Regions from separate parts of the Mus musculus genome. Here region 2 is linked to region 1. Evidence: chromatin contacts called from public HiChIP or PLAC-seq data. All regions are on one chromosome and are shown on one strand. Each heading gives the region's core, a stretch centred on a gene start, on an enhancer-like site or on the middle of the called end of the contact. The rest is flanking DNA. Distances are from core to core; before and after follow the strand shown. Region 1 has its middle 16 kb from the start of Gm40043. Region 2 overlaps Gm37548 (a long non-coding RNA gene).

Region 1 (5,255 bases), core at 2,672-5,171:
TTTCTCTATACAAAGAATAAACAGGCTGAGAAAGAAATTAGGGAAACAACACTTTTCTCAATAGTCACAAATAGTATAAAATATCTTGGCGTAACGCTAACTAAGTAGGTGAAAGATCTGTATGATAAAAACTTCAAATCTATGAAGAAAGAAATTAAAGAAGATCTCAGAAGATGGAAAGATCTCCCATGCTCATGGATTGGCAGGATCAACATTGTAAAAATGGCTATCTTGCCAAAAGCAATCTACAGATTCAATGCAATCCCCATCAAAATTCCAACTCAATTCTTCAACGAATTAGAAGGAGCAATTTGCAAATTCATCTGGAATAACAAAAAACCTAGGATAGCAAAAAGTCTTCTCAAGGATAAAAGAACCTCTGGTGGAATCACCATGCCTGACCTAAAGCTTTACTACAGAGCAATTGTGATAAAAACTGCATGGTACTGGTATAGAGACAGACAAGTAGACCAATGGAATAGAATTGAAGACCCAGAAATGAACCCACACACCTATGGTCACTTGATCTTCGACAAGGGAGCTAAAACCATCCAGTGGAAGAAAGACAGCATTTTCAACAATTGGTGCTGGCACAACTGGTTGTTATCATGTAGAAGAATGCGAATCGATCCATACTTATCTCCTTGTACTAAGGTCAAATCTAAGTGGATCAAGGAACTTCACATAAAACCAGAGACACTGAAACTTATAGAGGAGAAAGTGGGGAAAAGCCTTGAAGATATGGGCACAGGGGAAAAATTCCTGAACAGAACAGCAATGGCATGTGCTGTAAGATCGAGAATTGACAAATGGGACCTAACGAAACTCCAAAGTTTCTGCAAGGCAAAAGACACAGTCAATAAGACAAAAAGACCACCAACAGATTGGGAAAGGATATTTACCTATCCTAAATCAGATAGGGGGCTAATTTCCAACATATATAAAGAACTCAAGAAGGTGGACTTCAGAAAATCGAACAACCCCATTAAAAAATGGGGCTCAGAACTGAACAAAGAATTCTCACCTCAGGAATACCGAATGGCAGAGGAGCACCTGAAAAAATGTTCAACATCCTTAATCATCAGGGAAATGCAAATCAAAATAACCCTGAGATTCCACCTCACACCAGTCAGAATGGCTAAGATCAAAAATTCAGGTGACAGCAGATGCTGGCGTGGATGTGGAGAAAGAGGAACACTCCTCCATTGTTGGTGGCATTGCAGGCTTGTACAACCACTCTGGAAATCAGTCTGGCGGTTCCTCAGAAAATTGGACATAGTACTACCGGAGGATCCAGCAATACCTCTCCTGGGCATTTATCCAGAAGATGCCCCAACTGGTAAGAAGGACACATGTTCCACTATGTTCATAGCAGCCTTATTTATAATAGCCAGAAGCTGGAAAGAACCCAGATGCCCCTCAACAGAGGAATGGATACAGAAAATGTGGTACATCTACACAATGGAGTACTACTCAGCTATTAAAAAGAATGAATTTATGAAATTCCTAGCCAAATGGATGGACCTGGAGGGCATCATCCTGAGTGAGGTAACACATTCACAAAGGCACTCACACAATATGTACTCACTGATAAGTGGATATTAGCCCCAAACCTAGGATTCCCAAGATATAAGGTACAATTTGCTAAACACATGAAACTCAAGAAGAATGAAGACTGAAGTGTGGACACTATGCCCCTCCTTAGAATTGGGAACAAAACACCCCTGGAAGGAGTTACAGAGACAAAGTTTGGAGCTGAGATGAAAGGATGGACCATGTAGACACTGCCATATCCAGGGATCCACCCCATAATCAGCATCCAAACGCTGACACCATTGCATACCCTAGCAAGATTTTATTGAAAGGACCCAGATGTAGCTATCTCTTCTGAGACTATGCCGGGGCCTAGCAAACACAGAAGTGGATGCTCACAGTCAGCTAATGGATGGATCACAGGGCTCCCAATGGAGGAGCTAGAGAAAGAACCCAAGGAGCTAAAGGGATCTGCAACCCTATAGGTGGAACAACATTATGAACTAACCAGTACCCCGGAACTCTTGACTCTAGCTGCATATGTATCAAAAGGGCCTAATCGGCCATCACTGGAAAGAGAGGCCCATTGGACAGGCAAACTTTGTATGCCCCAGTACAGGGGAAAGCCAGGGCCAAAAAGGGGGAGTGGGTGTGTAGGGGAGTGGAGGTGGGTGGGTATGGGGGACTTTTGGTATAGCATTGGAAATATAAATGAGCTAAATACCTAATAAAAAATGGAAAAAAAGAGAATTGTTGCATTTATCTATTGTGTGGGCACATGTGTGCCATGGTGTATGCAGACATTAGAGGACAACTTTCAGAACTCAGTTCTCTCCTTCTAACATGTGGGTTCTAGGAATTGAGCATACATCATCAGACTTAGCCACTGATGCAAATCAACAGCCTTACTTAAATCCTTCTACCTCACAAGAGAAGAAGTTCTATAAAAATGAAAAAAAATCTGTGGTTCATAAGCCACATGGAGCAGCCGCTGGCTCCTAGGATGTGCTTGGAGTCTCATGGAACTCATGAGGAATCCTTGCTTTCAGTTAGCTGTGCCTTTCCATACACTCGCTCCTCAACGCGCTCTGTCTCGTGCTACTGAGAATCAAACCCAGATCTTTTGCATGCTAGGCAAGTGCTCCACCCCTTAGTTACATACCCAGGCCATCCCATTTTAAAACACTCCTTGTCCTTCAATTTATGATGTTGCTTACTTTCTCCGTTGTGTTTAGGGCTCAGTTGGACTGAGAACTTACAGAGTTTAAAAATGCATGAGTTGTTCATTGGCTATGGTATAATCAATAATGTTGCCAGCAACCTTCAATAGACAATGACATTTACTTTGCTGTGTGAATGTGTGTGAGAGAGGCAAAGGTGCAAGTTTTTTTTTTTTAAGAGAAATTATATTTCTTCCTGATTTTGCTTCCAAATCTTCTATAGAGAATTGTTAAATCTGATGGCTTCAACTTAGGGCTTATTCAGTGGGTTCAGAGAGCACCAGTTGGCTTTTGAATTTTCACTAAAATCCCACGTCTCACAGTTTTCTTCCTGTCCAAGGGCTTTGTGGGCCATTGTTCTATCCGTGACCTGCACTAGTGTGGGACTTTGCTAGCACAAAGTGACAGAGCCGCACAGCAGAAGCTAGGCGGTGTCACCTGCTCTTCAGTCTCTACGGCGCTGCTTTCTCTGCAGCAATTCGTTTCACCAACAAGCAGCAAAGTAACAAAAAAGTATATGGAATAGACCTCTGCATCTTCATGCAGGCAGGGAAAGGTTACCTATACCACAGGAGAAAAGAACAATGCAGCCCACATCTTAAAAGCTCTGTGGCTTTCCGTTCGTTTGTCTTAAAGCCGTGGAGCAGCTGAAGGAAAGAAAAAAATGACGATAATGTTCCCAGCTTTGGACCTGGGAGTTTGCATGCTCCCGCAATAGATTTTGGCCTTGTGGATAATTTTCAGAATTGCATAGCACTGAATTGACTACTTGGAATTGCTGGAATCCGAGGAGGAAATATTATGTCAGGGAATCATAGAGTGTGAAGTTGAGCTCCGACTCTTTCCTCTCTCCCTCATTGTAAATCCCTTTATGGAACAAAATTACATTTCGTGTAAAACTCCAGGATTCTTAACTACCCTCCCTAGACAATCTGTCTCCTCCTTTCCCCCATGTTGCCTTTTATCTCTGTTTCTCCTCTTTTCTTCCCTTTTCCATTCAGGAGAACACATATCTGGCAGCTATTTTTCTGGGAGAGCATCTCATTGTCTATTTGGTTTTAACATTCAAATGCTCAACTTGAATTCCCTTCTCTTTAGGCATCTCTGTAAGAATAGTGCGTTGGCGTTTAAGATGTAATTTCCTTCCTCCCCACTCTGCTGCTTGTAGCCAGCAGCCTGGCGCATGGTTTTGCATTTCCCAGGCATTCAAGTGTTTATAGAATCTAACGATCCTGATCTCTCACTTCCTTTTTACAAAGCTGAAATGGATAACGGAACATGGCCCAGTTCCCAGTGACTCTGCATGAGAAGTGGCAGACAAACTGAAGCGGGGCTGTGGAAAGCAGCCATAGGTGTGTGATCTTAAAAGAGTTGTCCCATCCACCCAACCGCCACGTTAAATGGCACTAGGACTCTGCAACTTCATTTGCCAGGAGAAAAGAAAACTGAGAGGATATTTGAAATCTTTCCTCATCAAGCTCCTTTTGAAATTCTACCAGCTTTTAGTAAAGACAAAAAAAAAATTGTAATGCCAAATGAATTAAACAGCTGGGGCAAGATGTGAAGGGATGTTTCCTGTAGCAAGGTGATTGCTTATAAAGAAACAAAACTAAACAGGAGTAGAAATTATGGTTTAAAATTTTCCTTATTCATTAACCCAGCAACGAGAGATAATAGTTTCTTATCAAGGAAAACTGATTAAAATCATAAGAACTCCTAAGCGTTAGGCTTAGGTTTCTTTAGGCTACAAGTGTATAGCTATATTATCTCTGAGATTGTTAGGTAGAAAAAGGCTGATATCAATAGCCAGATGTGAAAAAGACCAGCAGGACTTGGAATAATTCAATGTCACACCCACAGGCCTGAAGATTGGGATGATGGCCCAAACAGATGCGTGAATCAGGCCACTGGAAGTCTGCTGTTGAGGACAGTCAGGAGATGGCAGTAACTCCATGCCAGCTTCAGTTCTAGGGATTTTGAATAGCTGGCATGTGACAATTTCTTCCAGTGACATGAAACAGTCAAGGCATGGAGAGGCCACACAGGAAATGAATGGCAGGGCCAGGGTTTGAAGTACATTTCTAACTCCTATAGTGCCCTTCTAGTAGGTAAATAGCTTCCAGGAGACATGATGCAGTGTGCAAAGACCGATCTTCTCAGAGACTCTGGAAGAGCCAATAAGTGAAGATATCGTTCGTTGACATATCAACTTGCAGTGACAATTTTGGAAGTTTGGTTTCTTTAAAAAGTATTGACATTTATAAGGATATATTTTTGTTTTAACTCCAGGTGTGGGATAGTGGGCTGCTTCAGATTGTCCACAGCAGCTGACTATGATTTGCCTAATGTGATTTGGCCATCAGCAAAGTTTCTGCTATTATGTGATGTTTGGAATTCTGGGGACTTTTCAGAGAGTATGGGCCTGGAGAGGGTAGGTGGTTTGTTGGATGGTTGGTGTTTGATTGCTGTTGGTTGCTATTAGTTGTCATTGGTCACTATTTG
Region 2 (5,224 bases), core at 80-2,579, 190 kb before region 1:
ACTGGAGCACTGAAATGATGGTTTGATCAATGGCAGACTGTATATTCCATATAGTTCAGGTGTATCATAGGTTCTACCATTTGAATATGTGTAGTTTGTGTCAATATCCTCTGAATACTTATACTGCAACAATATCATTGGATGATGAATTGTCTCTTAGAATGTGCCCTGTCATTAAGTAATATTTATTTATAGTTATGTGACAAAGCTAAAGTTACTGTGTAAACAAATAGCCATGGTGTTTGGGGAGGTGGGAAAAATGTGTCTCCATTCTCATCCAAGCAAAAACCGAAGAACCATGCAGATGAGTTGTAATTTCTTTTCCCTACACTTTATCCCAGATGGAGTCCTAGCAGGAACATGTAGGGGCCTCATGTGTCTAAGGACAGGTAGGATAGTGGTTATATAAGAACAAGTTTGATTTAAACATTATACATACATGTGTGTGTGTGTATCTGCTCTTGTGTATATACACACACACACATATACACACAAACACATACACATATATATGTATACACACACACATATATATAGTGTTGGTGGCCAAGGTATTTACATATCTGGTAGTACCTCGATCACTGAGCTATATTGCTATCCCTGAACTTGTATTTTTGAGAGTTCTATGTCACGTTAACCTATTAATAAATTGACTTCAGTTAAGATGACTTCTTTTGAATTATTGCTGATCAACATGGTTTGTTTTTCCCCCCTTAGCTCATCCTCATATCCTCATCTTTTTCACGTTCTAATTAATTTTCAACTCTGTTTATCTGCTTGAGCACAGAGAGTCTTAATTGCCTTAGGAGAAGGTAGTGTTAAACCGGAGTAGGTTGGAAGAGTCCAATTTAACTGTCTCCTTTTGAATCAGGTGCTTGGGAATTTGGAACTCTGCAACTTCTTGGCAGCTAACGTGTTTTGAGGATGAATCGTGGCCATGCCAGTGTTTATTGACAGTCTTCATCTGTCTGTGGATATTGGGATCCATGGAGAAGAACACACAGAATCCACAGAGAACAGTATCTACTTAGCAATTTAAACCTCTCCTTCATCCCTCCCTTCAGTTAATACTGGTTCTTCTTCATAGGAAGCAAACTGAGAGCGTTCACTTTTCCTAATCAGGTTTCCATTCCCTGTGACATGAAGGGACAGTTAGGGGAGGGAGGGGGATGATAGAATATAAGGTTGGATAGTCTACACTGCTCAGACAGTGATTGATCCCGATTGGCACTTGTAGGCTCTTGATTTTTCTCCTGTGAGCCAAGAGGAGCTGTTCCCTGTGGCAGCAGGGTAATCCTGGGGTGCCTGGGTTTGGCCAGCCTGCTGGATGGACGGATTCAAATGCAAATAGGGATTGCTGTTTGGTATGCGGGAGGCTTTCAGTAGAAGCCTCAGAAGTTTGGATCCTTTGTGAAATCTGAAGAATCAATCTACTCTGTCCTTGGTGCCCACCGAGCAAACCTCTCTACCGCTTCTTTCTCTGGTACAGAAGATAAACGAAAAAAAATCCCATTATTCAGCTTATGCCATTGTCATGGCAGTCTCCTTTGAGCCTCTTGGCAAAACCCTGCTTGCTTTAGAACCGTACATCATACCGGATCCATTGAGAGCCATTATTTATCTGACAGGATATTTATAAAAGCCAGCATTAGCTGTGGCTCCCAGTCAATATGTTTCTCTCTCGCTGACACACATCACACCAACAGGCTTGAAATATTTAAATACAATAGTCCCTTCAAGAAATCATTAATTTTTCTATCACTGCCACTAGTGATAATTTGACGGAAATGGATTTTGTTGGAAGAGCTGAGCTGTCTACCAGTGGATACTTTCAAGTTCCCCACACTTCAGAGGCATTCCCACACTTCAGTGTAGGGCACAGTGAGGGTCCAGGAAGACCAGAACCCAGCGGTCCAGAGGCAGTGGCACGGCAGCAGCTGGCTTACCCCAGCACCGCCCCACCCACTTCAGTTAGGAAGGCGGTTAAATATCAAGGAGAGAAAAGGAACCGGAGGCCCAGCCACCTCATTAAGGTCCCCATCTCTGCTACTCTGTCTCCTCCCGCCTGCCCCCTGCTTCTCAGCTCCTTCATTCTCCTTTGCCCTCCCCTCTCTTTTATCCATGTTTCCACTCTCTCTGCCTTCTCCTGTGGTGTTAGCTTTTGCTCTTTGATCTTTCTTTTCCCTTATTCACACCCCCTGTGGGGTGTGTGACTGGGTAGAAAATGGAGGACAGTCATAAGTGTCTCCCTCAGTGTCTCTGCTCCCTAGAGGGTTGGGGTCTGGGACAGTGTCTCTGTGTCTGGCTATTGGCTCACCTCTCACTGGGAATCTTCATCCATAATTAATGGAGAGCATTTCTATGACCTCTCACCAGGGAGGACAAGGCTCCAACTGTGAGGTTTCCTGGAGGCAGGAAGGACGTGGAACTTGTTCAGAATATGATACCCTGTGTTCCAGGCATGGTTCCTTAACAGAGGAAAGAGATTCAGCAAGTGTACCCGCAGCAGCAGCAGTGGCCTTTCTATAACCGAAATGGGACAGCTCCTATAGCGAGCAGACAAGAGGCGTGGTTTCTGCTTGTTTGTTTGTTTTTGTTTTGCATATTAGACATGACAAAGCTTGGTTAATTCATGAAAAAACAAAACAAAATTGTCAACCAGCAAACAAAACAACAGCAACAGCAGAAGTCATTTGGGGTGGCATTTTGGAATCTCGGTGATTTCCTCTTATTAAACTTGTGGTTCATGTGGAAATGACACCGCAGGATCATGTGGAAGGTTCCAGATTGTTACCCCAACCCCCCCCCCCCCAGAGCTGTGAATCTGTCTATCCAGATAATGCTAGGACCTAGGCCAGGCTTCTCTCGTTCTACCACTCCAAACAATCACACCTGTCCTAATCCCTTATTGTCTGTCCTGACACAGTGCCAATCAACTCTAGGCAGCTCTGGGTCATAAGAAGAGAGGATAATGCCTCCGAGTTCAAGAATATTACACGATGTTTGGAATTTAGCTGTGGAGAGGGACCAGACTTAGCCATAAACATGTCATGAGAATCATAAAGGTGGGTCTCATCTGGAGGAGAAGTTTCCAGGAAGGAGGTGGTACGAGAGGACTTCTTAGACTGTACGTGGAAATGTGAAAGACAGGTACTGGGGGTTACATGAAGAGGCACCGAATTTAAGTAAGGCATTGGTAATGACCAAGACTAAGCCCTTTCCAGATCACAAGAGAGGACAGGCAATAACCACATCTTCAGCCTGCTCCACACTCTGCTAAGTTGATAGTTAAAACAACTACCACAGAGAGATGGATGATAGATAGATAGATAGATAGATAGATAGATAGATAGATAGATAGATAGGTAAACGATGCATAGGTAGATGATAGATAGATTGATAGATAGATAGGTGATCATAAGGTTCAGCTGGGTGAAGGTGAGAGAGGTTCTAAAATGGAGTATTTAAATTTTTTAAGACCACTCACTTAGAAAAGAGAGAGTACAGAAGGAACATGCTGGAAACAGGGACCTCTGGGAGAATGTGGGTAAGAAATTGATGGTGAGGAAGGTTAAGGAGAAGAATTTGGCAAGTTTCCATATGAAGAATCTGGAGATAAGAGGGATAAAGAAAACGAAATGGAAAAGACCATTCGTTCACAGTTCTGAGCTGTGTCTCTGTGTTAGCTGGGATGTTAGAAGTCACACCGCCAGGCTGGAGGGATGGCTCTGTGGTTATGAGTGCTGAATGCTAGTTGTTCTTGTTCTTGTAAGACTAGGGCTCTGATCCCAGCACCCATGTCAGGTTGCTCCCCACTGCTTGTCACTCCAGTTTTAGGGGAACTGATAACCTTTTCTGGGCTCTACCCTCACCTGCACACATGTGACTCACACAGACAGACATAGACACACACAGACCGAGATACACACAGTCAGACACAGGCAGGCAGACACACATATACACAAATAAAATCTTAATAATAAAGTCAAACTCTCAGCAAACGCTCAGGTCCCCAAGATTTCCGGAGGGATCCAGGAAGCTTCATGATGGCTGACATCTTTCACTCACTGTTTGTGGGAGACTTTGCTGAAAGGGGAGGGCTTATCTTATGTAGCAGCAGACTAGGAAGTAGGTAAGCCAGAGTGAGATAGTGTTGTGCACCGTGAAGGACTTGCGGGGCACAACTCCAGAACATTTGTCCAAAGAAAGATTAAGACACGATTCGAATAGAGAGAAGAGTCCTGCTGGCTTGGGGAGATTTTGAACACCGGTTGGGGATCATTAAGTAGATAGCCCTTGGTTGGAAAATTCTGCCATTACAAGTTCATTTTGAAACCCAGGACGTGTCATGCTTCTGTTGCTGGTGGCTAGTTCTTTCCATAATGGCATCTTTCATTTTTAGGGGCTTTAAATAGAAAAGCAGTGCTCAAATCCACCGAGGCTGCTCCAGGAAGCTGCAGAGCATTCATAGAATTGCTTCCTTCAGAGTAAGAGAATAAAGAGAAGTCATTCTGGAGGTTTTAAGTTAGACATGTTATTCTTTTGGAAACAGTTGTTCATTGTTACATGATTGTGTAGTAGCCCAGGCAGGATAACAGAGCAAGCTTGAGTCCGTGGGTATCGTGGCCACAGTGATAAACGCTTGGCACAGACCCCAGTGCCTGTTTATCATTGAGTGGAAAGATGCTTTGAAACTGGCCAAGAGCTCAGCAGGCTTCACAATGCCACCCTTCTTCAACTGTGAGATGGAAGATCATCTGGTTTCCAAGCTGGTTCCTCAGTGACTTTAACGCCATGATTTTTTAAAAATTGCTTTGGTTGATAATTTCAGTGAGAGCTATTTTTCAGTGACCACCAGACTCTAGCACAACGCTGCAGAAGCTAGTCCGTCCTCATCACAGCAACGCACGTGGCTTCCGACTTTCTTTTCTTTTTATATAGCTGCGGGCTTTTCATTTTGTTTCAAGTGGTGACATGTACTTTTTGTTAACAAAATGTCTAAACTATCCAGCTAGAGGCTGAGCCTGTAGTTAAGTTGGTATGTCCGTTGTTTGGTTGTCTCACATGCATGAAGCCCTGGGCTCTATCCCCAGCACCACATAAACTGGGCACAGGGTGGGGTGGGGGTGGGGCACAGGGGAAGCAGAGGCAGGAGGAACAGAAATTTAAGGTCAAATTCAAGATTTGGCTACTGAGCAAGTTCAAGGCCAACCTAGGTTGTATG

What was found. HiChIP or PLAC-seq counts read pairs in DNA pulled down with a chosen protein or histone mark.
Region 2: a contact with region 1 is called in an H3K27ac HiChIP or PLAC-seq map of stem cell-derived neural progenitor cells. The contact joins two enhancer-like sites. A contact is called at or near these places in 2 of 484 Hi-C or Micro-C datasets (double positive thymocytes and nephron progenitors), 5 of 115 datasets of contacts at active chromatin or transcription factors (embryonic stem cells, neural progenitor cells and stem cell-derived neural progenitor cells) and 1 of 9 other capture datasets (embryonic stem cells).

The regions. Positions count from the first base shown.
Region 1 is chr3:50,693,442-50,698,696 of GRCm38.p6, reverse strand. No RefSeq gene overlaps it. Among named protein-coding and RNA genes, the nearest start is that of Gm40043, 16 kb to the left of the region's middle. Within about 2 kb of position 3,921, at least 36 of the 459 cell types and tissues checked have an H3K27ac peak or open chromatin away from gene starts, as enhancers often do. A contact at or near this core is called in neural progenitor cells and stem cell-derived neural progenitor cells, where this site is marked.
Region 2 is chr3:50,878,681-50,883,904 of GRCm38.p6, reverse strand. Gm37548 (a long non-coding RNA gene) reads left to right here. Exons shown (of 2, transcript XR_003954473.1): 2 at 1-668. Among named protein-coding and RNA genes, the nearest start is that of Gm37548, 7.6 kb to the left of the region's middle. Within about 2 kb of position 1,329, at least 48 of the 459 cell types and tissues checked have an H3K27ac peak or open chromatin away from gene starts, as enhancers often do. A contact at or near this core is called in neural progenitor cells and stem cell-derived neural progenitor cells, where this site is marked.